Regions from separate parts of the Mus musculus genome. Here all the other regions are linked to region 3. The links are chromatin contacts, called in public promoter capture Hi-C maps. All regions are on one chromosome and are shown on one strand. The core of a region is the stretch at or near the end of the contact, and the rest is flanking DNA. Distances in the headings are between cores, read along the strand shown. Region 1 overlaps Notch2 (notch 2). Region 2 overlaps Fmo5 (flavin containing monooxygenase 5). Region 3 holds the start of Pde4dip (phosphodiesterase 4D interacting protein (myomegalin)).

Region 1 (3,929 bases), core at 279-2,778, 220 kb before region 3:
TAAATAAACAAACAAATAAATAAATGAATGAATAAATGTATGTTTTTTTGAAACAGTGACAACAAATTTCTAGGCCGCATTGCCATAGACTATGATGGCCTGGCCTGCCAACCACATTTCATACGATTTATGTGGTTCAGACACCAGAGTCTCTAAAAATATAGGTCCTGGCAGTACCTGAAATCGAAGTGGACGTGATCTTGCCAGAACACACCTGCGGCTAAATTTTGAAGGCCTGTCTGCTATAGCCTTCATCACCGTTGTCTTATGCTGTATATGTATATAGACTAAGCATACAGATGTCTTTTTATATTTCTAATAGTTGAGAATTAACATTCTCCCTATAGTATTGGGAGTGAAATCTAGCAACTATTATGAAGGAATTTATGAACTTCAAGGACACAGTGTTCTAAATCAGGTTTAAAAGTCTTTTTCTAAAATTAATTTAAGAAAGAATAACACTATATTTATTTAGTTCAAAAAGTTCCAAATAAAAGAGACACACCCTTTAAAGTAAGGCATTAGCAGGCTGCCAGCCTCCATGCACAGTGAACCATCTCTGGTGGCTCCTGTGGTAAAGACCCACAGTCTGGGATAGCTGCCATTTTCCTCTGTATGTCTTGCCTCAGTCTTCCAAGTGTTCAACATGAGCCACCTCATTCTTTTTTATCTTTTTTTTTTTTTCTGTTTCTTTTTCTTTTTGTTGTGGTACTGGGATAAAACTTAGGATCTGCAAGCACTCTTCCCAGCTCCTCATTTGCCTTTAAACAATTTCAAAGATAAAGTTTTAAGCCATTTTCATGTGCATTTGCACCATCCCTACTTGTGCAGCCTGTGTGTAGGTTGGCAGCTACTTCTGTAGTGTTCTTCTATAGTTGTCACACAGTGTCCACTGGGTATCAGAAATGGCTAGTGTCAGCTCTGCACCTTGTGGGGCTAAGCGTTGATCAACATGAGAATTACTGCATGTTTCTTACTATTTACAGTAAATTAGTTAGTGTATAATAGATGCCAGCGTGCTGCAGTGTGGACCTCGGGTTCTAGGCTGGATATGACAGCATGCTGCAGTGTGGACCACGGGTCTAGGCTGGACAGCAGAAGTTGTCTATTCATTTGCCAATGTGTCCTGAGAACTTCTCCTGCGATAACTACTGCCAAAGGATGAGAAAGAGGGTCCCAGCCCTGGGAAGAGTGCATGGGCTCTCTGTAGCTCACTGGCTTATCCAGCACCATCTCTGCAGCCATATTCGTTAACTGAGCACTGCACAACTCCATTTATGGATGGTGAGGAAATGTAGGAAGACAGTAGATCTGGGGTAGGCTGGGCTTTTTGTTTGTTTTCTGGAAGACTTAGTTTGTTTTTGGTTTGTTTTACTTTTTGGGTTCTGTTGTTCTTGTAGTTTGGGTTTAGTTTTTGGTACTTGGGTTGGAACCCAGGGCCTCATGCATGCTGGGTAAGCACTCTACTACTGCGCTTGGCCTCTCTGCCCCGTTCTTGTTGTTTGCTTTTGTTGTTTGCCTTTTCACTTTTCATTCTGAAACAAGCTCTTACTAAGTTGGGCAGCTGACTTGAATTCAGTCCGTGGTCCAGGCAGACCTTGGACTTGTGGCCATCCTGCATGAGCTTCTACAACAGCTAGGATTATGGGTGTCTGCCACCAGGCTGTAACCCAAACACCACCAGGGGCTTTAGAAAATGAAAAGGAGTTTATAGGATCACATGATGCCTGACTTTCTCCCATGTAATCAGAACATGTAGAGCTCCTGTGAGAATAAAGAACAGCCTTAGGAAGAGAAGAGACAAAGGCCTCCCTCGGATATTCTAAAGCTCCTATGAAAACAGCAGGGGAAATGATTAAAATAAAATAGAAGGAAAAGCCCCAAATACTTCACAGTTATGGCTCATGACTCTTAGACATTTCCAGCAACCGATTTACAAAACAGCCTCTTGGACCAGAAAACAGTTCCCAAGAAGGGGGCACCACCCAGCAACCAAAACATTCCATCTCTTGGTTATGTGGTTTCATGCTACACCTTATGTTTATTTTAGAGTATTTTTAGCCTATGTGCCCCCTCTTTGACCCCGTTGATTTGCTAAATGTTAAAAACAGACAGAATATGATTCCCTGACATTTAAAAAAACTAAAACCGGTGAGAAGCCTTACATAAATCCCAGAAGAAACCGTAACAGGCTCCCCCTTGGCCATGTAATGGGAATGAGCCTGGGCTCTGGCGTAGACGCCTGGGAAAGACCCTGATTGCAGGGCACTGGGAACATCACCCTGCGTCTCTCGCTCTCTGCCCTCTCCTCAGTACCACAGGAACAGTAGCATCTATCCCAACTAAGTGAGGTGAGACAGCATCTTTGGTTCCTAGCTCAGAATAAGCCGTTCATACAAATTGGGCATTTTCTTCCTGTTACACTTAACAGGTCTGTGTATTTAGTCAGCTCCCACGTATTTGAGAGAACAGTTTTCAGGATGCCCAAATTCATCGGGCTACCTCAGTGGGTCAGGGCATGAAACCTTCACCACACTGGCGTCTCAGTCACCAGGAAGAACTGAGATCCACCAAAGCCACAAAAGTTCCTGACATGTCATACCGCTGGCATAGAGGAACTGGGTACCTAGCACTCTCTTCACCTGGCTCTGACTGTCCTTAGGCTCTGCCAAAAGCTCTGAAGTGGGCTACACACCTGGGGAGCAGATGACCATAGGGCAGTTACTAAAGGGTAATATTATATATGTCTGCACATGTGTGGTAATGTCCAGAAAAAGCAGAACACACAGTGTATCCTAACAATGGGACTGTCACCGATATGAGGTATCAGTGAGGGCCCAGGCTTCCTCTGGAGCCTCTACGATAATTTTTCCAGAAACATAAATGACAAAGTTAATGTTAACAAGGAAAAGGAAGAAGAGAGAATGTGTGGATTATACTTCACCTATGGGCACATGTGCAAACTCTCTAGAGGTTCATACCTAAGGAAGAGTCACAATGCAGAATAATTCTAATCTACTTTCTTTTCATGGGCAAAAAGATCTTGCTCACTGTAGACAAACTATGTGGTGGTCTCCTCAAGTTATGCCCTCCCCAAACAGGCTCCCGGGAGAGGCGAGACCCCAGGGTGAGCAGCCAGTGTTTCCATGCACGTTTACCTTGGACACAGCCTTACAGAAGGCACTGGCCTCTGCCTGTGGGGAAGCAAAGGTGGCTTTGCAGGCATTAACCCAAGCACGGGGATGGAAAGTTACCATCTGCTAGGAAGTCTCAGGGAGCAAGACACGCGTGGCCTGAAACGCTAAAGGAAAGGCTGTGTTTCCACTTAGGAAGGTCTGGAACAGAAAGAGAAGTACAGAGCAGACTGCAAACCTTCCAGAGACGATGAGAAACAGGAAACAGGTGAAAAAGTGATTTTCACTGAGGGACCCCTTTCCCAGCTTGATGGGGCTAAAGGAGGCCCCCTCCAAAGACAAGGAGTGTTACCTGTGAATCCCGGAGAGCACACACAGCTGTAGCGATTGATGCCGTCCACACAGACTCCGTGCATACAAGGGTTGCTGGCACAGTCATCAAAATTAATTTCACAATTAAGGCCTGTAAAGAGACCCAGAGAAATGATTCTGTGTTACCACAGGAATGTCAGCACTTCCGCCTGTGGTGCTACTCAGTCAGAAGTCTGTAGGGGATCCAGGCCATCCGATCAGAACAAAGCGACGCATCGCCAAGTACAGTCCACAGAAGCCAGAACTGAGAAGCCAAGAGGACTGGATTACTCATACTTAGCCATGATTTGTCCCTTCTACTCTGTTGTCATGGAAACGGTACAAAGGCAATATAGGCAAAACTGTCAGCATCTCTGCCAGGATCCAGGCTGCAGGCCCCAACCAGATGGACACATATCTACATACCCACAGCCAAACAAACAC
Region 2 (3,983 bases), core at 85-2,584, 250 kb after region 3:
TTCAAACAGGAAGAAAACAAAATCTCTTACCTTGAATTGGATATATTTGAGAAGGTCAAATTCTTTGGCATACATCCTGAAATACTCTAGGACCTGGGAGTTGTGCATGTAGTTAGGGTAATGATCTGGGATGGGGTAGTCACTGAAACACATCATTTCCTTGGAGGTGTTGATGACCACGGACTGGTAAATACTGGCCCTGCCTTCCTCAGGGGCTTCCTGTGACAAATAAGAAGTACTTATGGCAATGTGAGAATCAACTTCATGAAACATAAGTAGCCAATGAGCATTTAAAAGCGTATCTAAGTGAAACACACACACACCTACAATGTTGCATCTATGTAAGAACATTAAAAGTATCAGGCCTATTATAACTTTAAACGAAAAAGTAATATACATACCATGAAATTAAATGTACATCCTAGTCATCTAGTATACATTATATACACCTATGTTTATATAATTACATACTGTACAACCTCTCCCTTGTTTAATATATCTCTTTAGAGTACACTGTATTAATTATATATAATTTGTGCATATAATTTGAATAGGAAAATAATTTATAAAGGTAGAATTTTTTTCTTTCATTTTTATTAAAATATTTATAAAACACAAGAAAGGAAAACTCTCAGCAGACTAGTACAGAGAGACACTTCCTCAAGTCAATAAAAACAATTTAAAACAGGCAAGTAGATAACAGCACGCTTAACGGCAAGAGACTGAGTGCTTTGATTGGATGAGGAACACAAGGATGTCCTTTGGGGCCACTTTCAGAGAGCACTGTACTAAGAAGCCCTAGCTGTGTGCCCTACAAGTCATGAAAGGAAATAAAAACCAATTTTGTGGCCCATTACATGAATGTCTATGTAAAACATGTCCCAAGGAATAAAACACTAACCCTGAAGCTACAGGATACAGCCAGGCCACAGAAAAGCTGGCAAACCCAAGTCACCAGGGCTGAGAGGTGCTCAGCATGAGGACTTAAGTTTAATCCTTAGAACCTACATTAAGAAATGCCTGATGGGACAGGCTGGAGAGATGACTCAGAGGTTGAGAGCACTGGCTGCTCTTCCAGAAGTCCTGAGTCCAATACCCAGCATGCACATGGTGGCTCATAACCATCTATAAAGATATCTGGTGCCCTCTTCTGGCATATGTATACACAATACTGTATACATAATAAATAAATCTTAAAAAAACAAAAACCAAAAAAAAAACCAAAAGCCTGGTGTGGCGCCATGTGCTTGCAATTGCAACACCACAGAGGTGCAGACAGCTGAGCCCCAGGGCTCACTGCCAAGCAGTCTCATTCTTAGCAAGTAGAAGCTCATAAAAAATGAACCACGCCTGAGGAGCAACACTTACGATTGCATACATTCAAGCTGTACATGTGTACACTTGTACACACACACACAGAGAGAGAGAGAGAGAGCCAGGCTTGATGTTTATAAGCTCAGTGCTTAGAAGCTGACCTGAAGACTGCTGATGTTCAACGTCAGCATGAACTACATAGTAAATTCAAGGCCATCCTGAACTACAGAGCAAGACCCTCAAAAAACAAGTCAGTAACCTACCTGTATGTCAGAAATGAACCATTGAAAATTTTGATTTTAAAAATACACCATGTCCAAGTCCATCTTGGTCTTAAATGCTTAGGTATTAAAAGTTGTCTAGGGGCTGGAGAGATGGCTCAGCGGTTAAGAGCACTGAGTGCCCGTCCAAAGGTCCTGAGTTCCATTCTCAGCAACCACATGGTGGCTCACAACTACCTGTAATGGGATCTGATGCCCTCTTCCGGTGTGTCTGAAGACTGTAACAGTGTGCTCACACACATACATAAATAAATCTTTTTTTAAAAAAGATGTCTAGAACATGACTAAACTATAAAACACAGATAAAGAAATCAAAGGTAGACATAAATGAAAGCTGTTGTCCTCGTGGATTGGAAGAGTAGATACTGTGTGAAGATCCTGCTCCTCCTGACCTGCCCTGGCAGCACCCCAGCAATGGGGTTCTAGAGACTTCTAGAAAGAGCCAACAGTCCTTAGGTGTGGCTGGTCATAGTAACTTTCTTCCAAAGGCAGAAACGAAGATGAACTTTACACCAGCCAAGCCTGACCAACTCCACTGAAAGCTGTAATACAAACAGGACTAATCATAACAAGGGTCACCCTTGACACGATACAGCGAAAGCATGACTTCACCCCCAGGAACTTCATCAGGTGAGCCATGAGAAAAACACCAGACAAATTCAAAGGAGGCTACTCTACAAAATACTCAACCAGTCTTCCTCTAACCTACCAAGGATAACAAAACCCAGGGAATAAAAGGAACAAAGCAAGAAAATCTACGAAATCATCCAAGCCAAGAGGAGCCTAGAGAGATACAACTACCAAGTCTTAGGGGGATACTGGGATATTAAAAAAAACAAAAACAAAAAACCAAGGCATCAGAAGAAGTAAGTAAATCTAAACAAAGCATGGGTTTATGGGTACTGTCTCACTGACCGTTATAAGTGTGTCACACTAGTGTAAGATGCTAACAATCGGGGAATGAGGCAAGGTCCCAAGAGCTGGGGTTGCAGAGGTGAGCCAACATGCCTGAAGAAAACATAAAAATTAGTATAAAAAAGTGTTAATTATAACATGAAGGAGGCAATACTAGCGAAGGCAAGACAGAAGAGCAGCAGTAGGAGAATCCGAGCAGTGGCATCTGGGAGGGTGCTCATGTGACAGGAGAAACAAGGAAGAGGAGGAAAATATCAGCAGTGGCAGGTGACAAGGAAGGAAAACACCTGAATCTCGGTGATTCATTGCTAAAAAGGGAAGTCCATCATTCTTAACTGGATACGGGGTGCCCAGGGTAGAACCCCAAAGTGCTGGGATCAAGTCTATATAAGATACCTACAATTGACTGATCAATTAATGATCAATTAACTTAATGGCATCCATAGAAGGACAGCAAGACTCCAAATAATAAGCAAGGGGGTGACAGAAATAATTTCAGCAGCTGAATTCTCAGGAAATCACTGAGTATGTGAAATAGTACTTCAGCTTCCACAGCTACGTGACGGACAATGTGAGAACGACGGTTTGTGGCTTCAGGAGCATCCTAAGCAGGCAGCAGGACAGTATCTTCCTCAGGGACATGTGTATGTATGTATGAATGTATGTATGTATGTATGTATGTATGTTTGAGACACGGTCATATATGTATCTCTACCTGGTACTCCCTGTGTATACCAGGCTGGTTGCAGACTCACAGACATCTGCCTGTCTCTGCTTCCTGAGTGCTAAGATCAAAGGCATGAGCCATTGTACCCAGCTAGCATTTTAAAGTCTGTTTGTTTGCTTGTTTAAAATTCACAGAAATCCATCTGCCTCTGCCTCTCAAGTGCTGGGATAAGGAGTGTGGGCCATTACACCTGGTTCAGAAACTGATTTAATACATGCCAGGCATTGTACATGCCAGCTAATACAGGCCATCTCATATATGTCAGGTATCATACATGCCAGCTCATACATGCTAAGCATCATCCATGCCAACTCCTACATGCCAGGCATCATATATGCCAGGCACCATACATGCCAGCTCATACATGCCATCTCATATATGTCAGGTATCATACATGCCAGCTCATACATGCCAGCTCATACATGCCAGGTATCATACATGCTGGGCATCATACATGCCAGCTCATACATACCAGGTATCATACATGCTGGGCATCATACATGCCAGGCATCATACATGCCAGGCATCATACATGCCAGGCATCACACATGCCAGGCATCATACATGCCAGCTCATACATGCCAGCTCATACATGCCAGGCATCATACATGCCAGACATCATACATGCCAGCTCATACATGTCAGGCATCATACATGCCAGCTCATATATGCCAGGCATCATGAGTGGCTCTGGTCTGTAATGTTGAGTTATGCAGATGTAGCTGTTCTAACAGAAGCCAGGGCAT
Region 3 (4,165 bases), core at 481-2,980:
GTGGATGCGCAAGATAAAGATGGGTGACAAAGAACCAGAGGCTGTGTGGATGGATGCACAAGAGCTTTATCTCTGGCAACCTTCAGGCTTGCGTCTCTGGTAGCTGGGTGGCTGATAGGTCTGAGATAAGAGATAAAAAACAAAAAACAAAACCAGACCACAGGGGGGCGTGGGGGGGGAGGGGGGGACTCCAGGGAAGGATGGTGGGGATAAGTTGGGCTTTGTTTGTGTTGAGTCCATCATGGCTGCTGCCTAAGAACTTCTCCATCCACAGCGCACAGCCACAAAGACAAACTTTGCTTGCCTAGTGGCCTGGTGCTGTATACGACAGTGTGGGAGAAGCTGTCAGCGTTGCTGGAAACTGTCTCATCTCTGTTCTTTGGGGGAGAGATGTAGAGTATAAGAAGCAGGCTGCTGGAATGGCCACTTAGGGAGGATTTAGTCAGCCTATCGGTTGTGTGTTTGTAAGTACTGGGGACAGAACCCAGACCTTGCACACAGGGTATAAGTGCTTACCAATGGGTTATCTCCTGGTCCCATTTCATTTTGTATTGAGATAGGCTAGCCTTGAACTTCTGATCCTCCTGCCTCTGCCTCCCAAATAGTTGAGATCACAAGGATAAACCAGTTTGTCTTGGTAACGTTTTTCATTTTGAGACATGGTCTCATTATGCAGCCCTGGCCGACCTGGAATTTGCTTTATAACCTAGACTGTCCTGGAACTCACAGAGATCCACTTGCCTCTTCCTTCAGGGGCGGGGATTAAAGGTCTGCTCCACCACACCTCTGTGTGTGTGTGTGTGTGTGTGTGTGTGTGTGTGTGTGTGTGTGTGTGTGTGTGTGTGGTTTTGTTTGTTTTTAAATGACAGCACTCACTTGGTCTGATGGTGGATACTGTTTGTTTGTTAAGCGTTCTTAGAAAATGACCATCAGAAAATCTCAACTTGGAAAAAAGTAACAGCTTTTCAGGACAGTGCTCCCCACCTCCAATAACCAAAGACAATGCTGAAACAAACAAACAAACAAACAAACAAAACAAGGTTCTAGAAGATGGGGCAAAGAAGATGCTAGCCAACAAGCTGGAGTAGAATTCTCAGGAGTCAGCAAAGGGACAGTTTAATTATAAAAGGATGGCCAATTTAGGGAGGGAGAGAGCATACCCGGAAAGTATCTAGAGGTTTGAGAACAGGGGGAACTTTTTAAAACTCATCACAGTTTATTTAGTCATTATTTGTTTATCTATTTATTATCTCTCTGCGTGAGTGTGTGAGTGTGTGTGTGTGTGCCACAGCGAACATGTAAAGGTCGGAGGACAACTTGAGGGTGTCAGACTCTATCATGTGGTTCCCAGAATTGAACATAGGGTTTAGCAGCACATGCCTTTACCCGCTGAGCCATCTCTCCTGTCAGGGACTTCTTTAAGCTTAGAAACTGGGGAAGGTGACATTGGAATGCACAGAACGAAAAGGCAGTAGTGAGGTCTGGAAATGACAATAGTGCCAGGCTGAGGTCACAGATGGAGAACGAAGCGGAGATGCTAGAGGATGCAGGGCAGCTACGTGTGTAGCAGAAGGACCAAAAGCGCCTGGGCGGAGCAGTTGGCAGACAGCCTCGCGGGAGGCAGAACCTGGCCGCGTCTCAGCCACAGCCGCAGCATCTGGGTTGGATGCTCTTCCACGCTGGGAGGATGCGCCTGGGCAGCCGGTGAAACCAAAAGAAACCACGCAGAGATCATAGCAAGGGCACAGTGCCCAGGCCTCGGAACCATGAAGCGCACGGACAGCGGGTCCATCTGCCACCACGCGCCGCCGCCGTGCTGGGCTCACCACGCACCTCGCCAGTCTCCACGGCAGCCCTCCAGCCGGGAACGAAGACCCCCAGAGCGGGCTGGGAGCTGGGCGGTGGCGGCAGAGGAGGAGGAGGCAGCCTCGGCGGCACCCTGGATGAGGTAAGACGTGGCCAGCATCTGCCGCGGGAGCAGGGGAAGCTGCGGCGCTTGGGTGCTGGTGTGCTGTGGTACAGGGGTGCTGGTGCACGGTTCGCTAGACAGGGCTGGGGGGCTTGGCAGGAGATCTATGCTGTCACGGGAGGTTACTGGGGAAGGTTTGGCGAGCACGCTAGAGATGGGGGGCCCAGGAGCGAATAGGATCGACAGGACAGGGTTGAGCATAGCTGGGAGGTGCAGCTGATGATGCACAGGAGAAATGGTGGGAATCCAGGTTTCTATCCTAAGGTCTTTGCTTGATCTGTACCGATGTGGGTGAGGCTGGAGGCAACACCTGCTGGGCTGAGCCAAAGGAAAGGTGACTCAGGAGCTGGGCTAGTTAGGGGATTTGCAGAGCTCTCATCTTTGCCTTTTTTAGTCTCTTCTTCCTTGGATATTTATTTATTTGCCTTAGCTGGAAACAGCAGGGAGATTGGTGATGCCCTTTTCTTCCTTTGAAGCACTGGAGCCCGGCCTGGGCCTGTTGGCTGGATGCTCTGGGCCGCTAGCTCCACCTGAACCCAGACCCTTCCTCCACTCTGGCCTAGAAAACACCCGGCAGATTAGGTCCCGTGTTCGTCATGTAGCAACAGCAAGATGAAAATCTGTCATATTAATATTTCCAAAAGAAGAGACAGATTGTATGGCTGCCATTTTTAAAGTAAGCACGTCTTTGACATAGAATTTTTAGCTCCTCCCTCTGTACCCCCCTCCCTGCCCCCCCCCCCCCCCCCCCCCCGTGGAATGCCAGTACTTATCATTCAAATCGAAAGGCAATGGTGGGTTCAAGTCTTTACTTTGCCTTTAACTAACTGGGACTTTTCTAGGCCTCAGTTTCCTATGAATGGGATCGGGGTTTGGATTAGAAGAGTTTTGACCTCAGAGTGGAAGGGTTGCTGGGTTTGTATTGCATACTCCGGAGTCGGCTGGATCTGTGAACTAGAAAATAGAGTCTGTCTATTCAAAGAAACATAATTGCTTTCATTCATTGTACTACACCTATTTATGCAAGAAAATGTAGTCAAAGATTCGATTATACAGTAGTTAAAGGGATCATCATGTTTCTATTAAGAAATGCATAATAAATTATTGGAATTAAAGGATGAAGCAAGAGACATCCATATACATATATAGTGAAACTTTAGCCCAAATGTAATTATGTTTTAAAAATGTGAGTGAACTTTGACCAAAAATAAATCTGTATATTCACATACACATGCTTCTAAAATTTCATAGCTTCTCCCCTGCTCTCTATATAGTAGCGGAACTTTTTATCTGGAAAGAAACACTCATCATAGAGGGTGACCTATCTCACTGTCATTGACAATAGACATTTCGTAGGGCTAACTAACATATGTTTCTCTAAATTATGGCAGTAAGGTGTTGCAATATGATCTTCTTACATAGCCCAGGCTAGCCTCAAATTCATGATCTTCCTGCCTCAGCCCCCTCAGTTGCCTCAACTGATATTATAGGCTTGCACCCTGCTGTCCATATCTATGTAATGAGCCAGCCTGGGCCACATGGCAAAATTATGTCTCAAAAACGAAAAACAAAACCCCAAATCCCGTAAATAATTAAATAAGAAATCCTAATTATCCCATCATTGTTTATGTTAACTAAAAAGCAAATAACTGTAATTTCAAATAAAAATCAATAAAAAGCCAAATCAAAGCTGCGCAGTGGTGGTGCATGCCTTTAAGCCTGGCTCTCAGGAGGCAGAGGCAGGCAGATCTCTGTGAGTTTGAGGCTAGCCTGGTCTATAGAGCAAGTTCCAAGACAAGCAGGGTTATTTCACAGAGAGACTCTGTCTCTGAAAAAACAAACAAACAAACAAAACAAAAAAAAAACAGAACTAAAACAAAATATAAACATTCTAGGAGCTGGAAGCAGACTTTCCACAGCAGCTGTAAGAGCAGAGGTCTAATAGATGCTACTGTGTCAAAGGTTCTAATGGATGCTACTGTGTCAAAGGTTCTAATGGATGCTACTGTGTCAAAGGTTCTAATGGATGCTACCTTGTCAAAGGTTCTAATGGATGCTACTGTGTCAAAGGTGGGTGGGGGAGTCATGGTTTCCTGAGTCTCAGCTGGTCAACATCAGTGGCTACTACCCTTGTTTAACTTGTGCTGTTGGTTGAGTAGTGATGGTGATGGCTAGAACTTATCTTGATGCAAATGA

The links. Promoter capture Hi-C pulls out the DNA fragments that hold promoters and counts their contacts.
Region 1: a contact with region 3 is called in a promoter capture Hi-C map of liver, with 5 times the contacts expected there. The contact joins the enhancer-like site here to the promoter of Pde4dip in region 3. A contact is called at or near these places in 7 of 39 promoter capture datasets (the C10 cell line, embryonic stem cells, hippocampal neurons and 3 more), 1 of 484 Hi-C or Micro-C datasets (nephron progenitors), 2 of 115 datasets of contacts at active chromatin or transcription factors (hepatocytes and liver) and 1 of 9 other capture datasets (adipose tissue).
Region 2: a contact with region 3 is called in a promoter capture Hi-C map of the 3T3-L1 cell line, with 6 times the contacts expected there. The contact joins the enhancer-like site here to the promoter of Pde4dip in region 3. A contact is called at or near these places in 12 of 39 promoter capture datasets (the 3T3-L1 cell line, 3T3-L1-derived adipocytes, the C10 cell line and 8 more), 1 of 15 datasets of contacts at CTCF or cohesin (pro-B cells), 11 of 484 Hi-C or Micro-C datasets (the C2C12 cell line, the G1E-ER4 cell line, the HL-1 cell line and 7 more), 2 of 115 datasets of contacts at active chromatin or transcription factors (bone marrow-derived dendritic cells and embryonic midbrain) and 3 of 9 other capture datasets (adipose tissue, liver and macrophages).

What each region holds. Positions count from the first base shown.
Region 1 is chr3:98,106,715-98,110,643 of GRCm38.p6, reverse strand. It overlaps Notch2 (notch 2), which reads right to left. Exons shown (of 34, transcript NM_010928.2): 12 at 3,487-3,597. Among named protein-coding and RNA genes, the nearest start is that of Adam30, 52 kb to the left of the region's middle. Within about 2 kb of position 1,528, at least 17 of the 459 cell types and tissues checked have an H3K27ac peak or open chromatin away from gene starts, as enhancers often do. A contact at or near this core is called in hepatocytes and liver, where this site is marked.
Region 2 is chr3:97,631,747-97,635,729 of GRCm38.p6, reverse strand. It overlaps Fmo5 (flavin containing monooxygenase 5), which reads right to left. Exons shown (of 9, transcript NM_001161763.1): 3 at 31-219. Among named protein-coding and RNA genes, the nearest start is that of Fmo5, 4.9 kb to the right of the region's middle. Within about 2 kb of position 1,334, at least 27 of the 459 cell types and tissues checked have an H3K27ac peak or open chromatin away from gene starts, as enhancers often do. A contact at or near this core is called in adipose tissue and liver, where this site is marked.
Region 3 is chr3:97,886,272-97,890,436 of GRCm38.p6, reverse strand. It overlaps Pde4dip (phosphodiesterase 4D interacting protein (myomegalin)), which reads left to right and starts at 1,730. Exons shown (of 47, transcript NM_001289701.1): 1 at 1,730-1,948. The coding sequence starts at 1,767.